3 separate regions of the Hordeum vulgare genome follow, and regions 1 and 2 are each linked to region 3. Evidence: chromatin contacts called from public Hi-C data. All regions are on one chromosome and are shown on one strand. The core of a region is the stretch at or near the end of the contact, and the rest is flanking DNA. Distances in the headings are between cores, read along the strand shown. Region 1 has its middle 200 kb from the start of LOC123443973. Region 2 holds the start of LOC123440037 (DELLA protein SLN1-like). Region 3 has its middle 22 kb from the start of LOC123440038.

Region 1 (3,358 bases), core at 499-2,998, 960 kb after region 3:
GCGGCGCTGCTCAAACTTGGCAAGGAAGAATCCAACAGCGTGATAAAGACCATTTGCGGACGATGTCGATCATACGACGGGGGAAATGGCGCGGAGCATACCACACTAGAAGTCAATGCGGGAGGACGATGGATTGGACCGAGTGCCACGGTGCGATGGCATGAAGGGAAGACGCGGCAGAAGCGCGTGTCGGGGCAACGGTGAGGAAGACCTCGGTGCGACAGTGTGGACCATGTGTTGCGGCACTGTGACTTGAAGAGACGATGCAGCAACCGCACGCGGATTGGTGCAACCGCAAGGAAGACCTTTTGGTGGCAGCATGAACAACGTGTCACGGTGCTACGACTCGAAATGGGCGACGTAATAGTAGTGTGGGAATCGGTGTCGCCACGGGGAAAACCACGGGGTGGCAGCGTTGCGGTCCTCCGGGGCGACACAGCGGCAGCCCGTTGCTCGACTAGTGTAGAGGCACAAAAACTCGGGGACGATTTTCATGGGAACCTATGGAGGCGCGCAAAAACAACTGAACAGATTGGTTGCGCAATATGGATTGAGCGGATCACGGGTGGGCGTGTGATCAATCCAATTGCCCGTAAGGTCCGAGTGCCTGATGGACTGGAAGTGGCGGCCTGTCCAAGTGTCATGGATCGGTAGTCAGACGATTGGCCAGCCACAACAGCGCCAACTACCCTGTGAGGAGTGCTTGAGTTGGTTGTGTGCCGATGCGGAATGACCCACGACCGACATAGATGGAGGCGGGGTTGATGGAGGAGCCTATCGGATCAAGGAGACGATAGGCGGCACAAAGCAGCGTGCGGGCAGAGGCACAGGCGGCGGCCATTTCGGGCCGTCATGTGGTGCACGAGATTGCCGAGTGGGAGAAGACGTTGATCTAATCAACGCCGAAGTCGGAGTAGAGTCGCACAAGGGTTGACAAACGACTGACAACACAAACCGATCTTAGATAAAAAGAATAAAAGAAACAGCAAGCAAAACTACCGACGAGCGATAGAAAAATCTGAATCAAAAGATCCAAAAAGAACTCTTTAAGACAATCGACTGACACGACAGTGGGACCCTAGATATGGCCGGCTCGGCCTCCGGTGAAGATCATGAAGATCGACCTCCTAGAGACGTGTAGTGCGGACGACGAAGGCTAGAATTCGAATCTGATTTAGGCTCATACCATACTAAACTTTAAGTATTAGCCAAGGCAATTGTAAGTTTCAACTCAAAAATCACCAGTGGATAGGGGCTTCGACGGTGAGGAGGCCGAACATATGACTCGCTCAAGCTGCGTAACTGACAGACATTTGAATAGTACCTAGTGGCGCACCGCCTCTTGCTCATGTTGCGCTGGTGCATCGGCACCTAAATACTGGAGTTTTTGTTTACCAAGCGTCCTAAACTAGGACATGCATGCATCCAGGAGATTGTACCTTACTGCAGACTGGAGATTACGTGCGCGTATGTCTGATCTAGTAATTGTTACGACAATATATCATGGTGAATTGTTGTGCCCACGGATTGCAAAATTAAGGCTGGATATTGTGTGTTTTTTTTGAGAGAGATGAGGCTGGATATTGTTGGAGTGTAGTAAATCTGTGCATTTTTCAGGCCGGGCCGGATACAGTGTGAAGGCCGACCAATATTCTCAAGCCTAGGTCTGACCCGACCCGGCCTACATCGTGCAAAAACTTTTGTTTTCTCTATTAAATTTGATAAAATACCTAATTTCGGGAGCATTTATGTGTCGTTTATGGCAGCAACAAGTCGGGGCTTCGCAGAGGGCGCCCCCGACTGGGCCGGCCCAGCAGGGCTTGCGGGTACTATAGTGTGTAGCGGGTGAACAATTATTTTTTCCGCTTCTTTTTAAATTTCTTTCTTTGTCGTTTTTCAAAAAAATTAAGTTATTTATTCCATTTTATATTTATTTAAATTCCATTTTCTTATCTTTCTTGTTCTTCAAATTTTTTTAAAAAAATCAATACATTAAAAAAGTCCAGAAGCTCAAAAAGTGTTTCTATTATTAATTTTTATTCACAAACTCAAAGGATGTTTGCATATTTCAAAAAAATGTTCACCTTTCAGAAAGTATTCATAATTTTTAAAACTGTCCGGGTTTAAAAAAATCATGAATTGTTTTTTAATGTTCCTATTTCAAAAACATGTTCGTGTTTTCAAATTTGTTTGGGGGATTCATAAAATATTTTCATCATTTTAAATTCTGAAGAAATTCTAAAAAGTAGATTTTGTTTTGAAATTTCTGGACACTTTTTGAAACACGGACTATTTTATGAAAATTGCGAATATATTTTGAGAATGACACTATTTTTTTAAACACAAATATTTTTTGAAAATTGTCGAAAAAAATTAAAAGGAGAACAACTTTGAAACAAATATATTTTATGAAATCATTATTTTTTGTTTAAAAAATGAACATTTTCTTAAATCCCTGATTTTTTTCCAAAGCACTGACGATTTTTAAAACCATCATGCATTTTTTTAATACAAGAACAATTTTTCAAATACGGACACTTTTTAAAATATAAACAAAATTTGAAAGAAATAACATTTTTTGCAATTCCAGATTATTTATTGAACCATGAACATTTAAGTAAAAAATGTGAATAAAATGTTGAACACAAGAACATATTTCAAAAAAAAATAGAAAATGTCAAACAAAAGAAGCATGAAAAGGAAAGAACAAAAAAAAGGAAAATGAAAACAAGACATTTTTTCGAAAATAAGAACATTTTGTGAAGATCCGAACATTTTTTAAGTTATAAGTAGGTTTTAAAAACGATAATTATTTGAAATTTAGAACAATTTTCTAAAAGCAAAAAAAATTCAAACATGAACTTGGTTTAAAAATGATGAAATAACGTTGAAGAAAGGGGTAAATGAGAAAAAGAAAATAAAAAAGAAAGAAGTGAAAGAAACAGAAACTGAAAAACAAAAAAAGAACAGAAAAATGGTAAAAAAAACAGTTCAGGGAACCTCCTAGAAGGTTCCCATAACCGGCTAGCTAGGAGAAACTAGGTCGGCCCATTGCGTCCTTGCTTAGTCGCTCGCCCGTGTGAAACGTCGGCAGTTTGACGCAGTGAGCGGCGGATAGGGAATTCCCCTAATTTTGGAGCTATATATGGTATAATGTACCTATTTTTTAGAAAACATGTTTTACTTGTTTTTTTCCAGGTTTCAGGCCAAGCATGGGTAGGGAAGTGACATGGGCATGCTATAATATGCAACGTGTGCGTGCTCGGAGCGGTGTGGGTGTTGTGGATCTCCGGGCGGTGTGGTGTTCTGGTGTGGGAGTCACGGTTTGCTCGGCTTGCTCGGAGGCCCAATGCGGGGT
Region 2 (3,730 bases), core at 1,132-3,631, 520 kb before region 3:
ACAATCACAGACGTACGTTGGTACCAGAACAGTACTATTGCACGTGACAGACTGGTAGTAGTATTGGTATCCTCCTCTGCCGTGCGGCCGCACCTACAAAGAATCCGCTCAACTGCATGCGCCCACTGGAAAACACAACCAGTTTTCGGTAATCGGTCGACCTGGAAACTGCAACCAGTTTTCAGTAATAGGCCGACCTGGAAACTGCAACTAGTTTTCAGTATAATTGACAGGCCAACTGTCCCGTGGTACAGCTTGCACAGCCAAAACGGAACACCATGATGTGATTTGTATTCCCCGTACATCCACGTCAGAATCCATTCCATGGTAGCACGACACGGCACCAACGGATGTGATTTGTATTACAAGCACTGCACTACACCTGAAAGCTTTTGCCCAACGGTACAGTAACGAGATTGCCCTAGTTTTACCTTCTGTGTTTCAGAAACTGGTACTGTAGTGCGTATACATAAAACTTCTGTAGATTCGTTGAGTCTCAGTTTCATCAATGTGTGGATTTGTATGACATATTGAATATTTGTTTGTAAACTTATTAGAAAAAGGCAAGGGATCCAAGATTGACCCCTCCCACCAAACCTTCGCATTTGTATACTGTGCTCATTGCATGTACTATCAGATTGACCCCTCTTGATATTAAAAGAGGTTGAGATGCCAAGTGTTGCAGAAGAAAAATACTCGGTTTGGCAGTGTCAGCAAGAGATAGAGATGCGATGCTAAGCTCGAGAGTTTCATGTCATTGAGATTTCCGGACTGCCTGCGATTTACGATTACAAAAACATGCTGCTAGCACCAACAACCCCGCTACACTTACCGTTGCTGCTGCTGCTGTTATTACTGTCACTACCACCGCCACTGCTGCCGCTAAAGTTGCTAGTATTGTTACTGGTATGGTTATCTTCGCCGTCGGCGTCGCAGCCGACGGCGGCCGCTCGCCACGCCGACGCCGAGAACAGAGGGCGCCCGTGCCACCCGAGCGTCAGGCACCCCTCGGCCTCCTCCACGGAGTGTCCCTCGCCGGAGAACAGCCCGAGCAACATCCTGGCCTGCCGGAGCGCGCTCGCCCCGAGCGGCACGGCGGTCAGCCCCGCGCGCCCCAGCCTGTCCCTCCACTGCGACAGCGGCTCGTGTCGCTCCATGCGCGCGGTGCCCTCGTTGCACACGATGTCGCAGATCTCCCTTTGTAGATATGCCTCCGCCATCGCGTTGCCCGTGCCGTTCGCGCTCGCCGCGTCCAGAGAGTCGAACACCGCTGAGTAGTAGAAGAGCGCCTCGGTGAACCTGTCGAGGAACCCCGGTTTGTTGTGGTCCACCTCTTGCTCCACGACCGTGAAGATCTTGGGCTGCAAGGAAGCGACGCAGTCGAGAACGGCGTCGATGGGCACCTGATCGGCTGAGTCGGCGAGGAGGCGGTGGAGCTGGAGCACGGAGTTGACCGCCACGGCCTCGCCGGGCGCGATCTGGAGCATCCACGGGTGGACCTCGTCCAGGCTGTTGGCGGCGACCCCGCGGAAGGAGAATCGGACGCGGACGGAGCGCGCGAGGTCGGCGAGGCGGAGACCGACATCGCGGAGCTCGTCGCGGCCTGGTGGGGAGGGCGGGCCAATGCCGGTGATCCGGAGGAACGGTGGCCCGCCGGGGCGGAGAGCGAGGGCCTGAATCAAAGCAGGCCACTGGAGACCCTGCATCAGGCTGAAGTCGATGACGTGAACGGTGTCGCAGCCATGGAAGGCCTCCAGGATGGCCTGGTTGGCCGTGAAATGCGCGAACTTGAGGTAGGGGCACGCCTCGTAGAAGTGGTGGTAGAGGAAGGCGTGCTCGGCGTCGGTGGGCGGGGGAGTGGTAGGCGACCGGAACAGCCGCCTGGAGAGCGCGTCGGTGAAGTGAAGGGCGACGCGGCCGATGCCGGAGGCGGTGGAGAGGGCCGCGAGCGAGGCGTTGGCGTCGGCCAGGTGCGCGGCCGCGAGCGCGTGGTCGCCCGCCTCGACGGCGCCCGCGCAGCTCATGAGGAGGTGAACCAAGCGGATGCCGGCGACCTCCTCCTCGGCGCGCCGCATGGCCAGCTCGGCGGCGACCGCGTCCCGTGATGGGAATGGCGGTGCCAGGTCGGGCATAGAGGAGGCGTGCATGTCCGCTGCCGCGTAGTACGCCGCGCCGTCGTCGGGCACCGCCGCGGGCGGAGGCGGGAGCAGAGAGGGCGGTAAGCTGGCGTCGAGGCTGGAGGTCGGCGCGGGCGCGGGGTCCATAGGCCACTGGAAAGGGAACGTGCCCATTGCCATGCCTGCGCTGCGCTGCGCTACGCCGGAGTGGAAGCGGTGGGCGGTGGGAGGATGGAAGTGGTGGGATGGCGTGCGTGCGCGCTTGGCGGGGCGGGGTGTCACGCGTGTAGATGTAGTGGAGTGAGGGGGTGAGTGAGTGACGTCGGAAAGTCCGGGGTAGCGCGCACACACGTGGAGTGGCGGCCACGAGCACGGGGCGGAAGGGGACACGTAGACGTAGACCGGCCACGAGAAGGAGAAGGAAGGAGAGGCGAGCGAGCGAGCGAGACCGCGGACGAGCGGCCCGAGGAGAGGAACCAGACCACGGTGCCCCACCTCGCCTTCTGTCAATTCCTGTTTCCCGATTTTGTCTCTGAGGATCTTGGAGTTTGGAATCCTCTATGTACAATAGACTGAAAAACCGTGGGAGCACAAATCAGGTTTTAAACACTTATCTAGTTTTCAGTGAGCAGGAGGAAGTTTCCCCCCATGCCGTGACTTATCACGGCGGAAGTAATTTCAGCGTTAAAATAAAGTCCAACTTAATAAATTTGTTTATATAATTTATATGACAATTATTTTTTTGAATGAAATTATATGGCAATGATTTAACAAGGAGAAAGATAAATTAACTTAATAGATAGTTAATCGTTTTCCGCCCGTGCGCCGGCCGAACATTCGGCTGGACGCACGCGCGTCGTTGATCTCGCGATCTCCTTCCCTTCTCGAACGGCCCGCAATCTCCTCCTCATCCCGAACGGCTCGCGCGCGCTGCGACGACATGGTCCCTGCCCCTGCGCCGTCGCCGTCGCTGCGTCGGTCCCTGCCCCCGTCGGCCCGCCCGAATCGCCAGTTCCCGCCACCGTCGATCGTCCGCATCGCCGGATCCAGCCTTCGCCCGTCGTCCTCGTCGTCTGCCCGCCATGGTCGGGGCGCACGTATACAAGTGTTACAAACGTCACCCAAAATTGTTGCAACGGCTATTTAAAAAAGCTTCAACTGTTGATTAAAATAGCTGCAATCGTACGTATAAAAAGCTGCAAGGCAAATCATACTTTTTCCTCGTTGAAGTATTTGGTTGAAGCTTTTTTTTTCTTAACGGTTGAAGCTTTTCTATACATGGTTGAAACTTTTGAGGAGTGACCACGCGAGATGCTGCAGTCGGAGCGACGTTTGAAACTTTTTTCATACACGGTTGAAGCTTTTTCTCTCAACGTTTGCAACTTTCCCTCGTTGAAGTTTTTGATTGAAGCTGTTTTTCTTAACGGTTGAAACTTTTTCTACACACGATTGAAACTTTTTTTCTAGCGTTTGCAACACAGGGGGTGAGATGCGACCGACGAGGTGAAGACCGACGGGCTGCATCCATGGTGCTTCGACGGGCGGCCGAGGCGATGACCGGCGGCGACCGACGGTGAGGGTGACCAGTGGTGAGGAGGCGAGGCGAGGCGGTC
Region 3 (3,374 bases), core at 54-2,553:
CGAGCTCAAAGGGTAGGGTTCAATGGGAAGAAGAAACCCGTTTATAGGAAGGTAAAAATCCAACTGTTACCCCCTCAACGTGCACACAAGTGGCACTACCTCTCCAGAGAGCGGTACCATCACCCATAAGAGGTAGTACCGCAACTGGGAGCGGTACTACCACTGGGGTGGCAGAGCCACATATTAGAGGGTAGGAAGGCGAGTGGTAGTTTCATCGGAGCGGTACTACCGCTGCGAGGAGCGGTACTACCGCTGCGAGGAGCGGTACTACCGCAGATAAGAGCTAGTTGGCTGGATGAAGACTAGTTGATTGCTCCCCATACTCCACTATGGGTGCGCCACTCTTCGGGACATCTTCACAAGTCCATTTGCACCACAATGGACGACAAGCTTCAAGCATGATCTCTTCGCGATGCTTCAATTGAACTTGCACACTGCAATCTTGACGACAATCACCACTTGATGTCATCCTCGATGGGTTGTATGATATCTTCCTCTTCACGCAAGCCCATGCAAACATACCTGACACCGCATAGAACTCTCATGTAGATCACTGTTAGTACATAAAGCGTAATGGACAATGCTTACCATACCATGAGCTACTTGATCCCTCTCGGTACATCTTGTACGTTTTGTGTGTTGATCAACTTGCTTCATTCTTTGACTTAGTCTTGATCAACCTTGTATCTTATCTTCTATATGATCAATCTTTGGATAAAACATTGAATACCATCTTGGTCATCATATAAACTCCTTAAAACCAATAGATGGACTTCAGGAAGTGCCTATGGACAAATCCTTCAAATATAACATAAGGCAACCATTAGTCCATAGGAATTATCATCAATTACCAAAACCACACATAGAGAAATACACTCTAACAGTTATCTTTAGGACTCCTTGACGTCAGAGTTTTGCAATGGTAGATCGAACATTTTTCATTGCAAATTATGGTCTTCGAGAATGAAAATTTTAGTTGGCGAGCACGACAAATCCGCCTCGGTTCATTTTTTCTCCAAAAAATTATCATGCTTGAAAATATTGTCAACACAAATTTCCATGAAAAACGTCACATTGACATGCCTAAAAAATATGACGTCAGACTTTTAGCTTTTCCTTATCTTTATGCATATTCTCCTGTTCTGCTTTTTTATTATGTGTTTAATTTTCAACACATTTTCCAAGAATATTTCTAAACTATTTTAGATATTCACCTATTCTTGGATTCATAATATCCAGACTGCTAGTTGGGTTGACCCAGATGTACGGGCGTTCTAGCACCTACCCCATACTTTGTAGATAGCTAACATGGTGGGAGCCCCTAGTGAGCGTTTTAAGCGCCAACTAGGTGTTTCGGTGCCCACACTACCACTTCTCGGACCGAGCCCAAAAGCACGCGTGCCCTGGCTTCCGCTGCCTTGGTCAGCTTGCTTGACTGCTGACTGGACACTCTTGCTACGTCAACCGCATACCTATCAATGTTGACTTTTCAAAAACAAAAAAAACCTAAAAATCTAAAAAACATGAATTAAAAAATTTACATGAATTCTTGAAAAACATCACTAATTTGAAAGAAAGTTTAACAAAACTATAAAATGTTCATCAAATTTGAAAAATGTTCATTGAGTTCAAAAAAAGTTCATAGATTTTGAAAAATAGTTCATCGAACTTGAAAAAATATCATCATTTTGAGAAAACTTCATCGAATTTGAGAAAAGTTCATCGAATTTTGTAAAACAAAATCATCAAACTTGAAATAAGTTCATCAACTTTGAGGTAATCAATTTGAAGAAACAAAATCACTAATTTTAATAAAGTTTATTGAACCAGGAACAAGAAAAAAGGAAAAATAAAAAGGGATGTAGAAACAAGAAAAAAAGAAAAAAGATGTTGGTATTCACGCGAGGTTTCGTGCCGGGTGGTTACTACATGGTACTTCAAAAAGGAGGTCACCAGTTCAAGCTGCCACACGGTTGTGTTTTTTGTGCATTTTGAAAAAGAAAACAAACAAATAAATAAATAAACATGACGTCCGCAAACACAGCGCGAGAAGGAATTACTTCATGCGCCGGTTTGCAAAAACACTAGTAAGGACGCTTGAAGGGTCAAATAGTATCTCCCTAACATGATTCACTAAAAAAGTTAGCTAACAGTGTAGGGCGGTCCAGATCCAATGTTCCAACAGGAACAAGAACTTCTCTCGTTTGAAATTAAACAAGGACGGGACCTTTAAAAACAAGAACTAGAAACCGTAACAACCAGAAAAGAACGAGAACGGCTAAACATGTCAAATTTTGATGGCTATTAGATGGGTTGGGCGGGCTTTGCTGCGCCATTAGTGTTATCGGGTTTTTATAAATAAAATCCCTTTATTTTAAAATATTAAGTGCATTTGTTTTTTAAAAGTCAAACCTCGTTAAGTTTGACCAAATTTATAGAGGATTATATAAATAGACACAATATCAAATCAGTATCATTACATTCATCATGATTTTTTTCATATTTTATTTATTATGTATTGTATACGTCGATGTTTTTGGTTCTAACATTAGTCAAAGTTAAAAAAAATCATGCTTTTAAAAAAATACACCTTATATTTTCAAACTGAGAAAGTATTTGGTTTGGTGAGTTGGGAAGATGATGGAGTGTGTTTTATTTTTATTTTATAATGCGGTGTTTTAACAGGCCTTTTACGGCGCCATTCTGGGTTATCTGCTAATTAACCCATACTCACAAGGGAAAAATTTCTATGTAGGTGGCTGCATATACTATGTTGATGCTACAATGTCACATGTTGGCATTTCTTTTTTCTAGATGATGAGAGGATGCAGTATAATGATATGTTTTATAGGCCAGTTGTTGTCGACTGATTTGAATTGACCCGTTTAAAATGTGATCCAAGTCCAAAATTGAATACCTCAATCATATGGAATAGCTCTAAAATTAGAAAGCATGGTGAATTAAAAGAATAGAATGAGAGAGCTTTTTGAGAAATTGTTGGTCCGGTCAAAATCTAGTACCCAGTTCTAAATTGAAGACCGTAAGACCTTTAAAATAAGGGAACATAGTGTATTAGATAATGACAAAACTATTAGATGCAAAACTTAAAGACCTCATTCTCAAGGCTCGGAAAATGTCTCGGTTCTAATAATAAAATAAAATAAGATAATGATATGAAGACCATTACTTTCCTAAAAAAACTAGGTTACTTACCATGCAAGCATCTACAGCTGGGCATCCCTAACCTGCCCCCAACGTTCGGGCGGACGACTCGCTTACTCACCAATAAAAATACTGATTTATACGGACGCCTCAAACGGACCTCAAACATTCGAGATGATCAACACCCCTCATATACAACCAAATATGGAGAG

The links. A called contact is a pair of places that touch in the nucleus more often than the background predicts.
Region 1: a contact with region 3 is called in a Hi-C map of seedling, with 2.0 times the contacts expected there. The contact joins two enhancer-like sites. A contact is called at or near these places in 2 of 6 Hi-C or Micro-C datasets (leaf and seedling).
Region 2: a Hi-C map of seedling shows a contact between it and region 3, with 2.7 times the contacts expected there. The contact joins the promoter of LOC123440037 here to the enhancer-like site in region 3. A contact is called at or near these places in 1 of 6 Hi-C or Micro-C datasets (seedling) and 1 of 1 datasets of contacts at active chromatin or transcription factors (embryo).

The regions. Positions count from the first base shown.
Region 1 is chr3H:398,217,128-398,220,485 of MorexV3_pseudomolecules_assembly, forward strand. No RefSeq gene overlaps it. Among protein-coding and RNA genes, the nearest start is that of LOC123443973, 200 kb to the right of the region's middle. Within about 2 kb of position 1,749, at least 2 of the 3 cell types and tissues checked have open chromatin away from gene starts, as enhancers often do. A contact at or near this core is called in seedling, where this site is marked.
Region 2 is chr3H:396,732,710-396,736,439 of MorexV3_pseudomolecules_assembly, forward strand. It overlaps LOC123440037 (DELLA protein SLN1-like), which reads right to left and starts at 2,382. Exons shown (of 1, transcript XM_045116632.1): 1 at 728-2,382. The coding sequence starts at 2,297. The coding sequence ends at 789.
Region 3 is chr3H:397,257,913-397,261,286 of MorexV3_pseudomolecules_assembly, forward strand. No RefSeq gene overlaps it. Among protein-coding and RNA genes, the nearest start is that of LOC123440038, 22 kb to the left of the region's middle. Within about 2 kb of position 1,304, at least 1 of the 3 cell types and tissues checked has open chromatin away from gene starts, as enhancers often do. A contact at or near this core is called in seedling, where this site is marked.